Regions from separate parts of the Rattus norvegicus genome. Here region 1 is linked to region 2. The links are chromatin contacts, called in public Hi-C maps. All regions are on one chromosome and are shown on one strand. Each heading gives the region's core, a stretch centred on a gene start, on an enhancer-like site or on the middle of the called end of the contact. The rest is flanking DNA. Distances are from core to core; before and after follow the strand shown.

Region 1 (4,656 bases), core at 997-3,496, 78 kb before region 2:
AACGTGAAAGGGGTTGAGGGCTGGAGGTGGGCTAGTGTGGGAACTAGGGCTGAGGGACAAGGGCAGGTCCAGAGAACTCAGAAATCCCTGAGAGCCCCCAAAGGCAGCCCATCTCCTCGACTCTGGCTCCTGGCAAGCCCTCCTCAAATTTAAGACGGCTTCCTGACTTCTGAATCCGAAACGTAGATCCTGTGGTCTCTGAGACTGAGAGACCGGGGTAGGAGGACTGTGAGTTCAAGTCCAGCCCGAGATACAGTGAAGCCTAGTAAGTAGGAAACTGGGGAAGTGGTGCAGTCAGCATAAGGATCTGAGTTCAACCCTCATCACCACATAGCCGAAGAGTCAGAGGTTCAAAGTCAATATCCACGCAGTCTGAGATTAGACCCTGTCTCAGAAAAAAGAATCTGCTATGTTTTTGTTTGTCTGTGGTTATTGTTGTTGCTGCTGTTTTTGTTTTTGTTTTAATTCTAGCCAGGCATGATGGTGTCTGTAATCCCAATATTGGGAGGTTGAGGCAGGAAGATCGCGGATATGAGGTCCGTCTGGGCTCCAGAGTGAGATCCTGTTTTAAAAAGGGACGTTGAGAGCAGGTGAAGCAAAACGAGCTCAGTAGGCAGAACCAACCCACACTGTGTCGCCTTCGCCTTTTACAAAGGTACGCCTTGCTTTTGGAATGTTTTTTAAATGTTGTCTAGTTTTAATTCACAAAGCAAGATGTGCTTATAAAAAAACCAAACAATTCCCAGGAAAAAGAAAAGGAACAAAAGGTGAGACTTCCCTTTTCTCTCCTTCCCTGGGGGGAGTCCATCAGAGTCTGAGCACACGGGGACCATTGTACATAAATGAGCTCATGCTATACATATGGATTTACAATTGGATTTTTTTTCACTTCATTTCTTTGGAGAATTTTCCATATCTGTCTATGTTATTGTTTTCAGTCATTCTGCAGTATTTCGTGACACAGGTATGCTTTGTTTATTTAACCCTCCCCTTCTGTTGACCATAAAGGTTATTCCCAGTTTGTGAGCATAAAGTGATTCCAGAAAACACTATGTGCTGGGGTAGGTTTGAAGGAACTGGCTCTAACAATAGAAATTCTGGGCTATAGGCTCTAAACTACACTTAAATGTGTATAGATATGGCTGAATTGTTCTCCAAAGATGCTGTTCCAGCTCACATGGCCACCGTCTGTCCCTTTCTGTCTTCTCTGATACTTTTCTTCTGCAAATGTAAAAGAAAGGAGCAGCGTGCTATGTCCCGTTTGCACTTAGCTCTGCTTATGTGGGAGGTTGGGCATCTTCGGAGAAAACACCAGTGATGCATGCTACCCTCTCAACTAATAGTCCACTAAGAGATTTCAAAACGGCGTTGGCTTGATCTTCAAGATTTTTTTTTATTATGTCTGTAGTGTGTGTGTGTGTCTTTGTGTGTGTGTGTGTCTTTGTGTGTGTGTGTCTTTGTGTGTGTGTGTCTTTGTGTGTGTGTGTGTGTGTTTGTGTGTGTGTGTGTGTGTGGTTTCTCCCATGTTGATGCATGTGAAGGCCAAAAGTTAACATCCGGTGTCTACCTTTAATGCTTTCCACATAATTTTTTCAGACAAGGTCTCTCACAGAACCCGATGCTCACCAATTGGCTATGCCAGCTGGCTGGGAAGCCCCCTGGATCCATCTGTGCCTGTGACTCTCCCCAAGCCCCATGGTTACGGTCACATAACACCACGCCAGCTTTTACATGGATGCTGGGATCTGAACTTGGGTCCTCATACTTGCAAAGCAAGTATTTTACCCAGCCCTTGTCTTGCTTTCTTATCCAACTGGTATTTATTTGGGTATGGGGTGTGAGATTCAGTCCTAATGCTAACTTGGCATTGCTTACAAATGATGTTATTTTTAAACATTTAAGGTGAGAGTAAGGTTCGACACATAGACACCAAGAGCAGCTGTGTGTGTATAAACACAAACAGCTTAGTCAGTGTCTGTAAGCAAAAAGCAGGCTAAGAAGCCCATGCCCCCTGGCCAGTAGCTGGAGCTCCTGCAGACTGAGAAGGGTGCTCTGCCTAGCCTTTCCACACAGGTTCCTGCTGGCTGCCCTGCAGGAGGATTTAGGCAACCAGAAGTTGGCTCTAGCTGCTTACTGGCCTGGAGAGCTCTGCAGCTAGACCTGAGCTGGCAAGGAGAACTGTCCCTATGCCCAGCCCAGCACTGGAGGCCTCAGACTGTGAAGGCAGGCTGACCCAGACACCAAGAATGCAGACTGCCCTGCAAAACACTGCGGCAAGCTGCCCCACATCACCATCCCGGAGGCTTAATGTAATTACACCAGAGCAAGCAACTTCCGGCCTGACTCAGGATGGAGGCATTCTAATAAGGCCCGGCCCTCGGGAGGCAGAAGAGTGACAGAGGCAGCCATCAGCCCAGAGAAAGCACTTGCTTCCTGTTCCTCAGCCCCCCCCCCCCCCCATCTTGCTACCCAAAGCGTGTGAGGAAGCATGTGAGGAACCCAGGGCAGATTTTCAAAATAAGATTCTGACCCTCGGGAGCATGTGGGACTCTGACCAGCCTGAGTGTGTGCATCATGGGCCCTGACCTAACCTTCAAAACGCCAATGTGAGGAGCCATTTCAAGTACCTCCAATGCATCAGACTCATGGGAACGCCAAGGCCTTCCTTGGGTCAGATTCAGGAATAGGAGAGCCTTCCAATCGTGTGCACAGAAAGTACCAACCTCCTCCCAAATGACTGTGGCCTGAGACTTACCATACAGAGACCCCCTCTAGTTAACCCTTCCCTCTGTGTTCCTGCTCTGTATAATAACTAAATGGTTGAGTTTCCAGGTTGCTGCCTGTGCATCTCTGTCAGAAAGCAGGGCTCGCCCAAGCCAGGCTTTTCTTTTCTTTTCTTTTCTTTTTTTTTTTTTTTTTTTTTTTTTTTTTTTTTTTTTTTTGGAGCTGGGGACCGAACCCAGGGCCTTGTGCTTGCTAGGCAAGCGCTCTACCACTGAGCTACATCCCCAGCCCGAAGCCGGGCTTTTCTGTGTGTGCATTGTCACCTCTGTTCCTGTAATCCCAGCCAGCTTCATCCTGCAGGTTGTAACACCAAGGCTGATGCATTTGAGTTTGAAGAGGTTGGGAAGGTGTAATCCCAACACTTGGGAGGCCAAGGCAGGAGGATCACTGTGAATTAGAGGCCAGCCCTGATCGACATAGGAGGACTCTGTCTCAAAAACTAAAAGCTGGGGAAGAATACACACAGCCTAGCACAGTCCATGAAACAGGTATGTCCAGCTTTTTGCCCTTATGACAGGATTTTGTCATGTGCAAAGTTCATTCTTGAAAGCCATGGATTGAGCTGAAAATAAGAAAAGAAAGAAAAATTCACGTTGTAATCAAGTTTGCAAGTTTGTGTTGGACCCACTCTTAGCTATCCCCCATCACAGGCAGCCACATTTAGCCTGAGGGCCAGAGGTTGGACGCACCTGAGACGGCCATCTCCATAGCTCACATACCTCACCTCCCCCAAGCCCCTTCACCACTGGAGACAAGGCCCAGTGTTGATGACTCTACACAAACCAATCACAACCTTCTTGGAAAAGAGCCTGAAGATCCTGGGAGTTTATTCTAGCGCCTTCATCAGCTCTGACGATACTGCAAAGAATCAAGCAACCTTGGCTGCCCCAGCTCAGGAAGTTTCTTATTATGGAAACTAAGCAACCACACAAGGCAGCCTGAAGAAAAGCTGTGGAGGCACTATGGGCGACAGCAGCAGAAACCATGAAAGGACACAGGCTGAGGGTCCTTGTTCAGAGGTTTGAGAACCAGAGCGTTTCATAGATGGGCTTTGTTAGGTTCTGCATGTGTGCAATGAGTTATCTTGGAGATAAGAACTAAGCCTGGGCTCACAATTCCCTTATGTTTCACATACAATTTGTCCGTGTGCTTCAAAGTAATTTTAGACAAGGCTTTCACCTGGGGCTGGCTGCAACCCATCACAGGAAGTCAAAAGCCATCACATGCAGGTTTTGATTTTGGAGTTGGGGACATCAGTGACACCCCAGCCAAAGAGCTGGAATTAGTCAGGGAGAGGAATGGGAGAAGAGCTCACCTAAAAGGCTTGAGGCTTCCAAGAAGTGGTGGGAAGTGGCAGAGCCCAGAATACAAGGGAAAGGATACAGGGCACAAGAGACATTCGAGAGCCAGAGCTACACAGCCAGACAGTGTCTCTGAAAGGTGGAGTGGGGGAGCTGGCCTGAAGTTGAGCAAGCTCAGAGGGCCCATGTATATTCCAATAAAGCTCCTGGTCTTCAACACATCTGGGTACCCACCGTGCATCCTGTGAACCCTCAGATGATCCTAGCCCTGAATCACTAAGCCTTCTAGTGCAGGTTCTAAACATAAGTGATGAGAAACAAACGGTCCAACACTCTGCATACTGCAGTGCTGTCTGAGTCTGACGTGATATTCGCTCCAGCAGCAGTGCCTGCATGGAGACTAGAGGTGTAGATGCTGTGCAGCTTGAAGGGGAAATAGTGCGCATGACTCAAGGTCCTGGCGGGCCAGCATGGGAGAGTGACTGATTGCATTTGCCTCGCTTGCTAGCTGTGGCATGTCCCTCTGGCTGCACTGTGGAGAACAGACTGGACGGGTTCATATGCAAGAACA
Region 2 (4,765 bases), core at 1,699-4,198:
TTTCCTCTAAAGAGCACTACCCCCACCTTTTCTCTGACTTAAAAGTCAGAAGAGAGAACGCGTTAACTTTTGTTTGGCTTAACATTGCCAGCTTGAAGTCGACCGTAGCCCCTCCCCCCCCAAAGGTTTTGTAAAATAATCTAGCTCAGACAATTTCCTGCAGTCCCTAACTGGACCACCCCACTTACTGAGAGGCTGCCAAAAATCCGTCTTGACTGCAGGCTGGCAACTAGAGGCTCTCCAGCTGGAGCAGCCACAAGACTACTAACAGAACCAAAGGAGATCAAGGCCAGGGAACTCCGGAGGTCCAAACCATATGAAGAAGCTCTACAAACAGACTGACTTCAGATTTCTCACACTAAACTGATTGTTGGCCCTGTGACCTTCTATTGTCCTGCCCACTCTGAACTCTTGTCAAGTGGTCATGGGGATGTCTCACTTCCCTCCTGGTGTCCTGCATCTGTAAGAGAGTACTGTGGGAGGGTTGGCTCGCTGTGGGTCTCCCAGCACCCTCTTCTGCTCCATTCAGTTTTCTTACATATGATCTTACTGAGGAACACGGGAGACAATCAAGAACGGAATCCTTCGAGGCTGCTCCGGATCCTCAACCCCTTCTAAAGGCGGACGCTCACGGGGGAGAAAAGCTCTGCCCAGTTTCCATTCCCGCCTCCAGATTAACGAGCTGAAAACATGTGTACTGTAAATAAAGCCTGTCTAAATAAAGCACTCGGGTAAAGGCTGCCGAGAAAACACTCTGCATTGCTCTGTGCTCGGAGTGAGTCAGCTTCCCAGCCCCCACCCCCAAACAATGGAGACCTTGCCAAAGGTCCCCTTCTTTAGACCCCTGACTTTCCCCAAATCCATGTATGTGGTGGTGGTGGGGCGCCAGTACCCTGTGACTTTGGACCTTGAGAATGGGGAGGAGGAGGAGGAAGGTGTCCCCGGAGATCAAGGTTAGGATCCAGCCCTGAGATTAATGCCACCAGGAATCCCTCTGCCACCAGCTACAGAGGGCAAAGGGGCAATGCTGTCCCAGGCTAAAGAGGACCTTCACTTGTGTTTGCCCAACTCACCTCTCCTAAATCTCAGATGGAAAGAAGGTAGCCAACTACCTGAGTCACCTCCACTCCACTTCCGGCCTAGGCCCACATCCACACACCGTCTACCTGTGTGTTGAAGGCCAGGCCTCCTACTTAGACAGTGCGAGCATCAGAGCAGAGCAAACCTGCACTCGCTCGACGAAAAGCAGTCTTGGGACCCAGGGTGGCTTCCTTGCCCTGTCTTTTATGGCTGCTGCGTCTCTACCTCCTTAGGAAACGTAACAGCCTTAAAGATGAGGTGATATGAAGACCTTTGGCAAGGTGTTAACTGGTGCCCTGGCTACTGCTCTGGTATGAGCCAATGGTCCTAGTCCCCCAGCCCGATGACCTTGAGAAAGTCAGGAATCTACCCCAAAGGCTTGGGATTGCCCCACCCCTAGAGGCCAGCCCTTCATCTCAGCCTCTCAGGCTTTGGCCACCCAGCTTTGTCCTGCTAGGCTGCCTAAGGTACAGGGGGGTGAAAAAACACCAAAGGCTTCACTCGTACCCTTTGCACCCCGTTGCTCGCCCGGGGCCCCCGGCCAGTGCTCTAGCCGCCCGATGTTGCCAAATCCTCACTGGGCATGGTTGCGGGGTGAGGCTTTGGGAACATGGCTAGAGCTAGAGAAGATGAGGAAAACAAGTGAAACGGGAGGGGCGGGGTGGGGTGACGGCTCATAAATCAACCAGCTCCACCCCCAGGCCTCAAAGCTGAGGCGCCTCAGCCCGGCGGGGAAGAGGAGGGTCATTCGACCACTCCTGGACGACCTCTGAGCTTTCCCTGAGCCATCGCCCCACCCTGGGCTCAGGCCGCGTTAAGACCAGCTCCTGGCCCAGATCGTAAACCGCCCGCCGGATTCGGCGAGAAGCCGCCCTTGGACGCAGCGCTCATCCGCCCAAGGGGAAGTTTATTTATAGCTTGTAAAACGTAAAGGAAACCAGACTTCGCTAGCTTGCGGAGCCTGAGCGCCTTCGGTCCCCACCTGCCTACAAGAGGGCTCAGCAAGGGTTCTGGAAAGTGGGGTGGCTTCTAATCCTCCCCCTACTCTGCACCTAAAGACGGAACCTTCTGATGCTGCCAAGGCTTAAATTCCCTCTCAGTGTGCCTAAACGGGGAGCTTAATGCCACAGCGGGTGGAGGCCAGGGCCTGGGCCCTGCGTGGTTAGTGTAAAGAAGACTGAGCTGGCCCACTTGGCAGGCACGCACCAGCAGGCCAAGCAGCGCTGTGCGGGATTCCACAGCTTCCGCTCCCGACACGGGGAAGTCCCCGAGTGCCAGGAAGCCTTGGAGTGGGTGCTCCGGGAGCCTCTCCTTGGAAAGCAAGGATGCTGTCCCCGTTCCTTCTGCGCACGTGTCTTCAGCAGAGCAAGCAAGCGCTGTGCGCCTGGGGCTGCGATCCGCGGGTGACAGCGGTTGAGAGCGCGCCCTCTCCACTTCACACCCCCGCCGTCGCCTCCTCCCCAGGGGAAGTTCCTCGCTCCGGGGTGCGCTCGGGGCAGGAGCCAGAAAAACGAAAAGTGCCGAGAAGACGAGGACGAAAACCCTTAAAGAGCTCAACCGAGCTCTTCAAGATACCCGCGAGTCCCCATTACTCACAGCCCTGCCCCGGCAGCCCTTTCCAGTCACGCACTCAGTGCCTTGGCCAGGGAGGTAGATTGTGTGTGTGTGTGTGTGTGTGTGTGTGTGTGTGTGTGTGTGTGTGTGTGTGTGTGTGTGTGTGTGTGTGTGTGTGTGTGTGTGTGTGTACGCGCGCGCGCGCCCGATCGCCGGGACGGCAGTTGCGAAACAGGCTCTTGGCTGCAGCGCGGCATAATGGAGGTGGCTGGAACAATGCGCGCTTTGTGCGCGCGGGTTGTTTTCTACCCGCCTCACCCCCCTCGCTCGGGCCGTATGGCACTTTAATCCCTACCACGGCTAGGCACAAATGCACTTGTGTCCTGTGGGTCACTGGGGGCCGTGCGGCTGGAGCCGTCCCCACCCCTCCCCCGCGGTGCCCACGGCCCGCTGCCCGGTCTTCCTTCCTGCACCCACCTCCCCCCACCCCACCCCCGCGCGCCACCACTTCAATTCCCGGCGTGGGCTGCTCAGCCGGCTTGGAAGCTTCCGGGCCCGCCGGCCACTTTTATTTTCCAAGAAGACGGCCCTCCCCACCTCCTCGGCGAGCACGCGCGCGCGCACACACACGTGGAGCGCTGGCCTCACACTTGCCGCCCTCCCTCGCCTCGCCCCTCCCGCTCCCGCCCGGCGCTCGGGACTCCTGCGAACAATAGTAAATGTCAACAGATTCCGCGCGGCGAGTGTCTGACTCGGCCGAGATAAGAGTGCGCGGTTGGCCCTGAGCTCCGCGACACCGCGGGGGGAGGCCACCCTGACCCCAGCTGGAAAGAATCGGCTGTGATGAAGCCGGTGCCCGGGGATGGAGGACAGGAGGGGGAGAGCCCCAGCCTCGGCCAGGGTGGGAGAAGCTCCTGGACGCCAGGCCTTGCCCCACCCCCACCCCGCTTAACCCTGTGCTGCTAGGGCAGCCTAGGGGCCCGGTGAAAAGCCACGTGCTAGATGTCAGCCCACTGCTCGGATCTCAGAGGACGCAGGGAAAACGCAGATGTGGAGGTGAAGACTCGGACAGCTTTCCACCTACCGGGAGCCGGCGCCCGAAAGATGTAAAGGATCTCAGTCCTTGTCTCCTGAAACTCACTAAAATGTTTTTTGTTTTTTTTTTTTGAAGCTCACACAACACTTGCAGGTCCTCCCCCTCAATCGTCCCAACCCACCACCCGAGTTAAAAATTGATTCCCACGCGTTAGTATTAATGGGTTGTTCCTCTTAAATTGTTGCCAACTTTGCTAATGGATTATTATTTAAATTTCTTTTTTATAAAGTACGTGTTGTTTTATAGATGCGTATTTACTTAAAGAAATCAACTGCATCTATTAACATATTAAAGAGAGAATAAAGCACGGGGCCGGTGTAATGTACTGTTCAGCCTTACTTTGGGTGCTGCGAAGATAGGAAAATCTTATTTGTTTAATAATAAGTCACTCATGAATATGCAAATGACATCGTTGCAGTACCTCACTTCTGTCACTATTAATGAGTTGCAAATTAATGTGACAACAAAAGGAAAATCTATTTAGTGGAGGAACTCGGGTTCCTACCTGGGGAGATCACCAGCAGGCCTGGAACTTCCACAGTCTAGAAGGAAAGGACTGGGGATGGATGACACCTCACCAGCCTTTTCCTGAAGCTACCACTATTGTTCGGACCCCCGGACCTGCTTTGTCAGTCGCCCCTTAAAATTCCAGCTCCAGGCCAGGGGAAGAATGGTTGCTCCAGGGTAATTAGGGCCAAGTGTGATTAATGGAAATCAGCGCACAGTTTGGAATAAAGCAATTGGTGAACCAGATTGGGAAGAGAGGGAGGGGTCCTCTCTCCACCCAGTTTCAAGATTCACCCCACCCCACCCCCGAAGCCTCTACCGGCCTCTGTTGTTTGGGATGGGGACAAGTTAGGCCTCGGGGTGCTACTGACCACAGGTAGATCACAGGTACTAAGAGAGCACCCCACGCTCTTGTGCTTGGCTCTTGCGCTTGGTTTTTACAAGGCGACTTTGCTGACAGATTTAAGAGCAGATCAGTTTTTTCCTGCCAGCCTACTTCCCAGTGCTTACAGATTGAAGTCTGCTTGT

What was found. A called contact is a pair of places that touch in the nucleus more often than the background predicts.
Region 1: a contact with region 2 is called in a Hi-C map of Schwann cells, with 2.1 times the contacts expected there. The contact joins two enhancer-like sites. A contact is called at or near these places in 2 of 12 Hi-C or Micro-C datasets (the Rat2 cell line and Schwann cells).

The regions. Positions count from the first base shown.
Region 1 is chrX:13,513,836-13,518,491 of GRCr8, reverse strand. No RefSeq gene overlaps it. Among named protein-coding and RNA genes, the nearest start is that of Rpl37al2, 55 kb to the right of the region's middle. Within about 2 kb of position 2,246, at least 11 of the 93 cell types and tissues checked have an H3K27ac peak or open chromatin away from gene starts, as enhancers often do. A contact at or near this core is called in Schwann cells, where this site is marked.
Region 2 is chrX:13,436,439-13,441,203 of GRCr8, reverse strand. No RefSeq gene overlaps it. Among named protein-coding and RNA genes, the nearest start is that of Rpl37al2, 23 kb to the left of the region's middle. Within about 2 kb of position 2,948, at least 46 of the 93 cell types and tissues checked have an H3K27ac peak or open chromatin away from gene starts, as enhancers often do. A contact at or near this core is called in Schwann cells, where this site is marked.